2 separate regions of the Mus musculus genome follow, and region 1 is linked to region 2. The links are chromatin contacts, called in public promoter capture Hi-C maps. All regions are on one chromosome and are shown on one strand. The core of a region is the stretch at or near the end of the contact, and the rest is flanking DNA. Distances in the headings are between cores, read along the strand shown.

Evidence for each region. Promoter capture Hi-C pulls out the DNA fragments that hold promoters and counts their contacts.
Region 1: a contact with region 2 is called in a promoter capture Hi-C map of pre-B cells, with 6 times the contacts expected there. The contact joins two enhancer-like sites. A contact is called at or near these places in 5 of 39 promoter capture datasets (the C10 cell line, HPC-7-derived erythroid cells, liver and 1 more), 12 of 484 Hi-C or Micro-C datasets (B cells, the HL-1 cell line, bone marrow-derived macrophages and 7 more) and 5 of 115 datasets of contacts at active chromatin or transcription factors (CD8 T cells, astrocytes, bone marrow-derived macrophages and 2 more).

What each region holds. Positions count from the first base shown.
Region 1 is chr17:64,752,586-64,755,745 of GRCm38.p6, forward strand. It overlaps Man2a1 (mannosidase 2, alpha 1), which reads left to right. Exons shown (of 22, transcript NM_008549.2): 22 at 1-2,525. Among named protein-coding and RNA genes, the nearest start is that of Dreh, 13 kb to the right of the region's middle. Within about 2 kb of position 1,691, at least 140 of the 459 cell types and tissues checked have an H3K27ac peak or open chromatin away from gene starts, as enhancers often do. A contact at or near this core is called in B cells, bone marrow-derived macrophages, centroblasts and 3 more, where this site is marked.
Region 2 is chr17:64,666,825-64,670,260 of GRCm38.p6, forward strand. Man2a1 (mannosidase 2, alpha 1) reads left to right here. Exons shown (of 22, transcript NM_008549.2): 7 at 1-99; 8 at 2,588-2,765. Among named protein-coding and RNA genes, the nearest start is that of Man2a1, 67 kb to the left of the region's middle. Within about 2 kb of position 1,972, at least 52 of the 459 cell types and tissues checked have an H3K27ac peak or open chromatin away from gene starts, as enhancers often do. A contact at or near this core is called in B cells, bone marrow-derived macrophages, centroblasts and 3 more, where this site is marked.

The sequences.
Region 1 (3,160 bases), core at 441-2,940, 85 kb after region 2:
AGAGAAACTCCGGCTTTGTTACCGTCCTTGGTTTAACGTGCAATAACTAAGCACATTACTTTAGCTTCTGGCTACTGTGAGAACATGAATTCTGTGATTCTGTTTTTTTGTTTTGTTTTGTTTTGTTTTTTAAACCAATCTAGTAAGAAAAAGCCATGCTTTAAAAAAAGGTTTCTTTCTCTGAGTTTGTCCCACAGCTACCGTTATCAGTATGAACTGAGGTAACAAAAATGAAGAACTATTGAAAGATAAGCCCTCAACAGACTGCATCTCAGGTTAAATGCTAACTATGTTTGCATTGAGGGTTGTAAAGAGATTCTCTAGAAGTATTCTTATCTCTGATCATGTTTTATTAAAAAAATACCCATTTGACTTAAATAGAAAGAAAAATCAGAAGTTGGTAGGTAACAGCTTAATGGCCAAAGTAGTTGTAATCATTGATATAAATTTGAATATTTTGTATGTTAAAATAATGTGGAAAAGTGCAATCCCTCAACCCTTATGATAAATGTAGTTGGTTTTCATACTCTTTTCCAATGAACCTCTTGGCTACCCTTTCCTACCCACACATTTAAAAAAATAAGTGATAATTTTAGTCGTTCACCAGTAGAAAAAGAGGTGTATTTTCATTACTTGACAACATGGGATGGGTGCAATTTATTCCATTGTCACTGAAACAGAAGAAGCAGTTCCACTTTAGGTACCACAAGGTGTCTTTCTATACAGCTCATTTGAATACAGGTGTTCCAAGGTGGGGTTTTCTATTTTTAAATTACCATATCAAAAATAAATGTGCCTTATTTTTTTATAAGTCTTGTTAAATCTTATTACTGTCCATATTACTGTTTGGGAGGTGGGGTATTGGGAGGTTGGGATAGGGGGTGGGTACTTTCTATGACACATAAATTATGTAAAATTTTTTGCTTGATAATGCTGGCCACATCCTGATCTGTGTCATTACATTTGTGGTGATGTTACTCTAAACATTTTGACTATTTGAATGTACTGAGATGTCAGAAAACGAAACAAGGGAGAAAAATATTGCTAATTAAAATATGCTGCTGCCAAGGAAACTGCAAGTTGAAGCAAGGATTTCGTAACCCACAAGATCCAAGTACTTCTTGCATTTCACAGTACTTAACCGCGTTAAAGAGAGAATGCTTTAAAAATAGACTGTTTTCTAAAATCCTCTGTGTGTAGCTCATCTTATGTTCCTTACTAAAGAACACGTTCCAAACATTTGTGTGTGGTAAACTCAGCGTGTTAGTCTAGCCCATGTACCATCATGGGACCTTTGAGGTCATTTGAGATCATTGTTTCTGTAATAGAATAATAGTATTTAATTTTGGTATAGAAAGAATGCTTTGGCTATATCCACTTTTGAAAAATTCTCCTCAGTGTCTTAACCTAATTTAGTATTCTTTGACTTTAAACCTCCACTTACCTCTTACCATTCCAGTACATTACAGAGAAAAGCATTTCTGCCTCACTGTTTATTCTGATCGTCATCTGGATTCTTCCTCAAGATGCAGCTCCTACATTCGCTGTTCTGTTGAGTTCCTAAAATCCTTTGCCTATAATCATTAAGGAAATACCAGAATGACAGGACCATTGCAAGGGTATAATTTCATGCAGTAAGCATGTGACGTACATTCCCTTCCTCATTTGTTGGGGAATAAGCAACTGAAAGTACAACAAAACCACTTCCTCCTATAACCTCTGCAGACGCTAGCTAGGACGACCAAGCGCCAGTCCCACGAATATGATCTATTTTCTTGTTGTATCTTAAGTGTATGCCTTCCTGTGGATGTTCACTGTGCTCTGTGGTTAAGTGGCTATGCTTAATCACTACAGAAGTTCTGATGAGGCCAAATGAAACCAGTGGCTGACATAAATAATAAACAAAAACAGCAGACACAGGGGACCCACTCTGTGTTCTGGCCACCAGCTCCTTATTCACAGGTGAAGCAGAAACTCTATGTAACCAGCAAGCTTCTGCTTTTTAAAGTTATTTTCACATTACAACACTGGGGAAATGAAGAGAGGGTGTCTTTTGCTTTGGGTTATGGTCAGAAACTGGTTTCTCTGGCACACGTGGGCAGTCAGCCACACTTCAGACCTGACAGCGGGGGAGGGGGGGGGCGGTCTGTTTAGTTAGGCTTGGTACATCTGTTATCACAGATGCTCAGTGGACCAAGACTGTCTCGCTACTCTCTCCCCACTCTCTGAAATTTTAATTTTGTTTAGAGGTGCATGGTTCAAATATCAGCATTCTAAAAAAAAAAATTGATTTAAGAAAATGCTGTATGATGTTAGAAGACATTGTAATTATCATCCCGTGTCTTTGCTGTACTCGTGCTGAAGTGTTTTCACAGTCCTTTGTCTAGAAGAAAATGTTTACTTTCATTGTGATTATTTTGCTCATTGAAATCAACAGGTTTTGATATTTTTCTCTTGGAAGATTTTTATAACTTTTTGGGAATATGTAATATAAGATCTCTAATAAAATATAATCTTATCCTGTGCATTGTCTTCTGGAGTAATTCTTAATCCTACTTTCAAACAGATCTATTAACACTTTTATAACAAAGAAGTAGAGCAAAGCAGCCGAGGGGCCAGGTGGCTGTTCTTGGTTCTGCTGTGACAAAATCAGCTCTCTTCAGCCCAGCCCTAGTTAAAAGGGTGGGGGGGGGGGGGACAGGATGAGGGTGTGTTCTGTGAACAGGTGGTAGATGAATATTAGTGAGTTCACATCTGTGTGTGATAGATTAAAGGAACACTTTGGTCAGATTCTAGATATGGAAAGAACAGGGCAGAACAGGATATGAAGGTAAATCAGCACACAGAGCTAAGAAGGCCCTTGTAAATAGATCCAGAAAATAAGGCCGAAGGAAGAGAGAGTTTCCGATGCTGCTACTGCCCTGCCCGGGTGAATGCACAGCAGCCATGGCTGAGGAGCACCTTCAGAAAGCGCCATTGGCTGAGGGCAAAGAATACTATCCTGAGGCTCCACAGGTGATGTGCTAACTGGAAAACTTTGATTTATTTCTGGTGGCATGCAGTAAAATGTACAAAACAACAACAACAAAAAACAAAAAAACAAAAACCAAAAAAACCATTTCCCTGGGGAGGTAATGAAAACTAAGTCCTTGGCTCTGTA
Region 2 (3,436 bases), core at 722-3,221:
ATGCTGCCAGTTTGATTTTAAACGGCTTCCTGGAGGCAGATATGGTTGTCCCTGGGGAGTTCCCCCAGAAGCAATATCTCCTGGAAATGTCCAAAGCAGGTATTAAAATGTATGTTTTATAAGACACAGAGAACACTGTGGCCACTCACTTCCCTGTTGTTGAAGGGCCGAATAAGTGGGTGTTGGCAGCCAGCATTATCCTCATTCAGGCCAGATCTAATGCAACTTCGGAATGTCAGCACCCCTGCGCGTTATAATTAAATGGCAAGTGAACAATGACAGATCAATATACAATGGCTACCTTCCAATACACTGTTATTACCATCTCCTTTGCACTCACTGTAAAAGCTTTCTACTGGGTTTGATTGATTCCATATACTTCTGTTGATAATAAGACTTTTGGTCCTCATTGTACGAAGTGGTAAGAAAAGCAGCTCAACTGCAAAAACACATTTATTAAAATGGAGCACATGAAGAGTATAATTATCTCTTACCTTAATAACAATTTCAGTAACGGTGAGTTGCACAGCTCGGATGAATACACATTTTTGTATCTTTCTGATGTTTTTGACTTACAGAAAACTTTAATTAGAATTATTTATACTTAAGTACATTTGAATAAAAATTGCAAGGATGGACCACTTCTTCAGAAAAAAATGCAATAATGAAGGAAACTTCTCATTTCAAGTCACATATAGTTTCTCATTTTGGTTCCTTAAAGTTCAGTTACTACACTAAAGGTGAAAGATGTGTAATACATTGTGTTGTAATATAGAAATACCAAATTCTGCTAGGGAAAGAATACATTTGAATAAATTGATAATTATGTAATATCATCCGTATTTAAAAGCTCTTTTAAGTAGTTTAGTAAAGTAACAGTTCTGGGTTCTCTGGTATTTTTAGGAGTATATATCAAGTATACACACATACACATGTATGATTAAATGGATATAGGCTATGAGTTTGAGAGAGAGCAAAAAGAGGTTACATGGGCATGGTTGAGTAGCTTTTTAAATAAGTAGATATGATAGTGCACATTGTAGGTGTTATGAAGGATGCCAGGCATGATAGTGCTCATACTGTCTTCTCTCTGTGTGTAAACCACACATACAAGCTTTGGTTTATTTATTAGTCAACATTTTTATTATTTATTACTAGTATTATTACCTCAGGAATATAGTTGAGTGCTCATCTACAGTACATGTTTTATCTGCTCTTATATTTTATTTTAATTCCTCTTACTGGGGGAGGGAGTTTTGTTTCATTTTTCATGTGCATTTCAAATTAGAAGTAATAATAAGAAATAAATTTAGAAAATGTGGAGTTTAGGTAGTTGGTAATAAAGATTAATAACTATCTCACCAAATGCTAATCCTAGAAAACTATGAATCATATATTATTTAAAATCACTATGATTATATTTTACTCATCATGCTATTAAAACTAAGAATTATATATTATAAGAAATTACTATGAAGATAATTTGAAGCTATTAAATTACTGCTAAAAATTTGTATTTGCAAAGCAGTTTCAGAGAGTATAAATTTCAGAATGTCCATATGGGATTCTAAGTTTAATTAAATGTTATTTTTTCATAAAATAACCCCTATTGATGTTCTTTGAGGTACTTTCATAAGTTTTATATTGGGAATTGAAATTTACTTTTGGATAATCTTTGAAGTGAAGATTGGAATCCGAGGCGAGAAACAACTCTTGTCATTTAAACACGAGTGCCTCAAGCTTTGACTCTCCCCACCCTGAATGGCTCTGGCTTTATCTGCTTATTTAGTTTCATTTTGTGGGTCTGTCTTCCTGTTTTTTCAATGGTGTTCCAACTCAGTGCCCCCTCAAAGGGAGTTCCTCTAGAGCACTGACTCTGAAGTATAAAAGCTGTCGACATCAGCATGCCATGCGTGGCTGGCCTTTCAGGGTCATGGTTCAGAGCCCAAGAGGGTGGAAACCAGAATAGCAAATTCAGGTGCCAAGCAGGAGCCACTGACCAGGACAGTGTGACAGTGGCCAGGGTGTTGGTGGCAGCTGTACAGTGAATGGCTGTTCCTTTGGAAGGAAAATATTAAAATTCCAGGAAATATTTGGTATCATGATTTATACTTTTAATCATTTTCTAAATATGCTTTTTCCATGTTTTACCAGAGTATTAGATTTTTGATTGTTAGAAAGTAGGATATTAAAATAGAGCAAAGGTCAGTATTGATATGTAGTTGAGAGACTTTACATCTTCACATATGAGATTATTGTAAAACATGGGCTGTCTGGTGTTTAATTGCTGTGGTAAGGAAGGGGATTCCAGGAAGACACTGGTATCTCAGTTGGCTATGACATCTCAAAGGTTATCTATTGGAAAATGATATAACTTCCGTACAGTAAGAATTTATAGCCATTTAAAACAGACAATAAATGATGGAGAAAACATGTCTTATAAATTTCACTTAACCTAATTTTTAAAAGGAATTAATAATTTTTTTTCATATAATACACCTTTGGTTTCTAAGCTGTCTTTTTCCTGAGTTGCCGTGTCAGCTTTTCCTGATATAATTTTTTAATATCTCCCCCTTCCCTTTCACAGGGCTCAGATGCTATTGGATCAGTACCGGAAAAAGTCAAAACTTTTCCGCACTAAAGTTCTGCTGGCTCCACTGGGAGACGACTTTCGGTTCAGTGAATACACAGAGTGGGATCTGCAGTGCAGGAACTACGAGCAACTGTTCAGTTACATGAACTCGCAGCCTCATCTGAAAGTGAAGGTGAGGAGAGAGCCTTTCTGATGTTTCTGAAGTTGAGCTTCCATCCTCCACTGAAGACCACAGTATCTGGTGTCTCTGTCCCGTGTCCCTGGAACCTGCCTGTATTAACCACAAATGTAACTTTGCCATACGCGGTTGGTGCCATTTCCAAAAGTCATCCTTTCCTCCTGTGTGTGAGGAAATGTCCTGCTTGGGGATTAGAGAAGCAGTCTTTTTATGCGATTTTAAAAACGGTACCTACTAAGTCTCAGCGTCTCCGTCGGGATGTCTGCTTCGTCTACAGCACGTGAAGGTTATTGGTTTCCCTGCTCGTTGCCCCTGTGCTTTACTGATGTGACTGGCTGCCAGGAATGAGCGTTTCATGGGTTTGACAAATGTCTTGTGTTCAGAGAATTCACTTTCATGTTTTCCTAAGCGGAATGATTTCACGCTAAGTACCTCCCTCGCTGGCTTTTCAACTTTTTTCACCTTATATCTGAGGCAGTACCTCACTGAAGCTGGAGTTTGTGTACCTGGCTAGACGGCGTGAGTGACCAATGAGTTCCAGAGCTCCTCCTGTCGCCACCTCTGTAGTGCTGGCTTACGTGGACCACCGTGTCTGGCATTTTTTTTTTTTTTTTTTTGAGACAGGGTTTCTGGAACTCACTCAGTAGACCAGGCTGGCCTCCAAC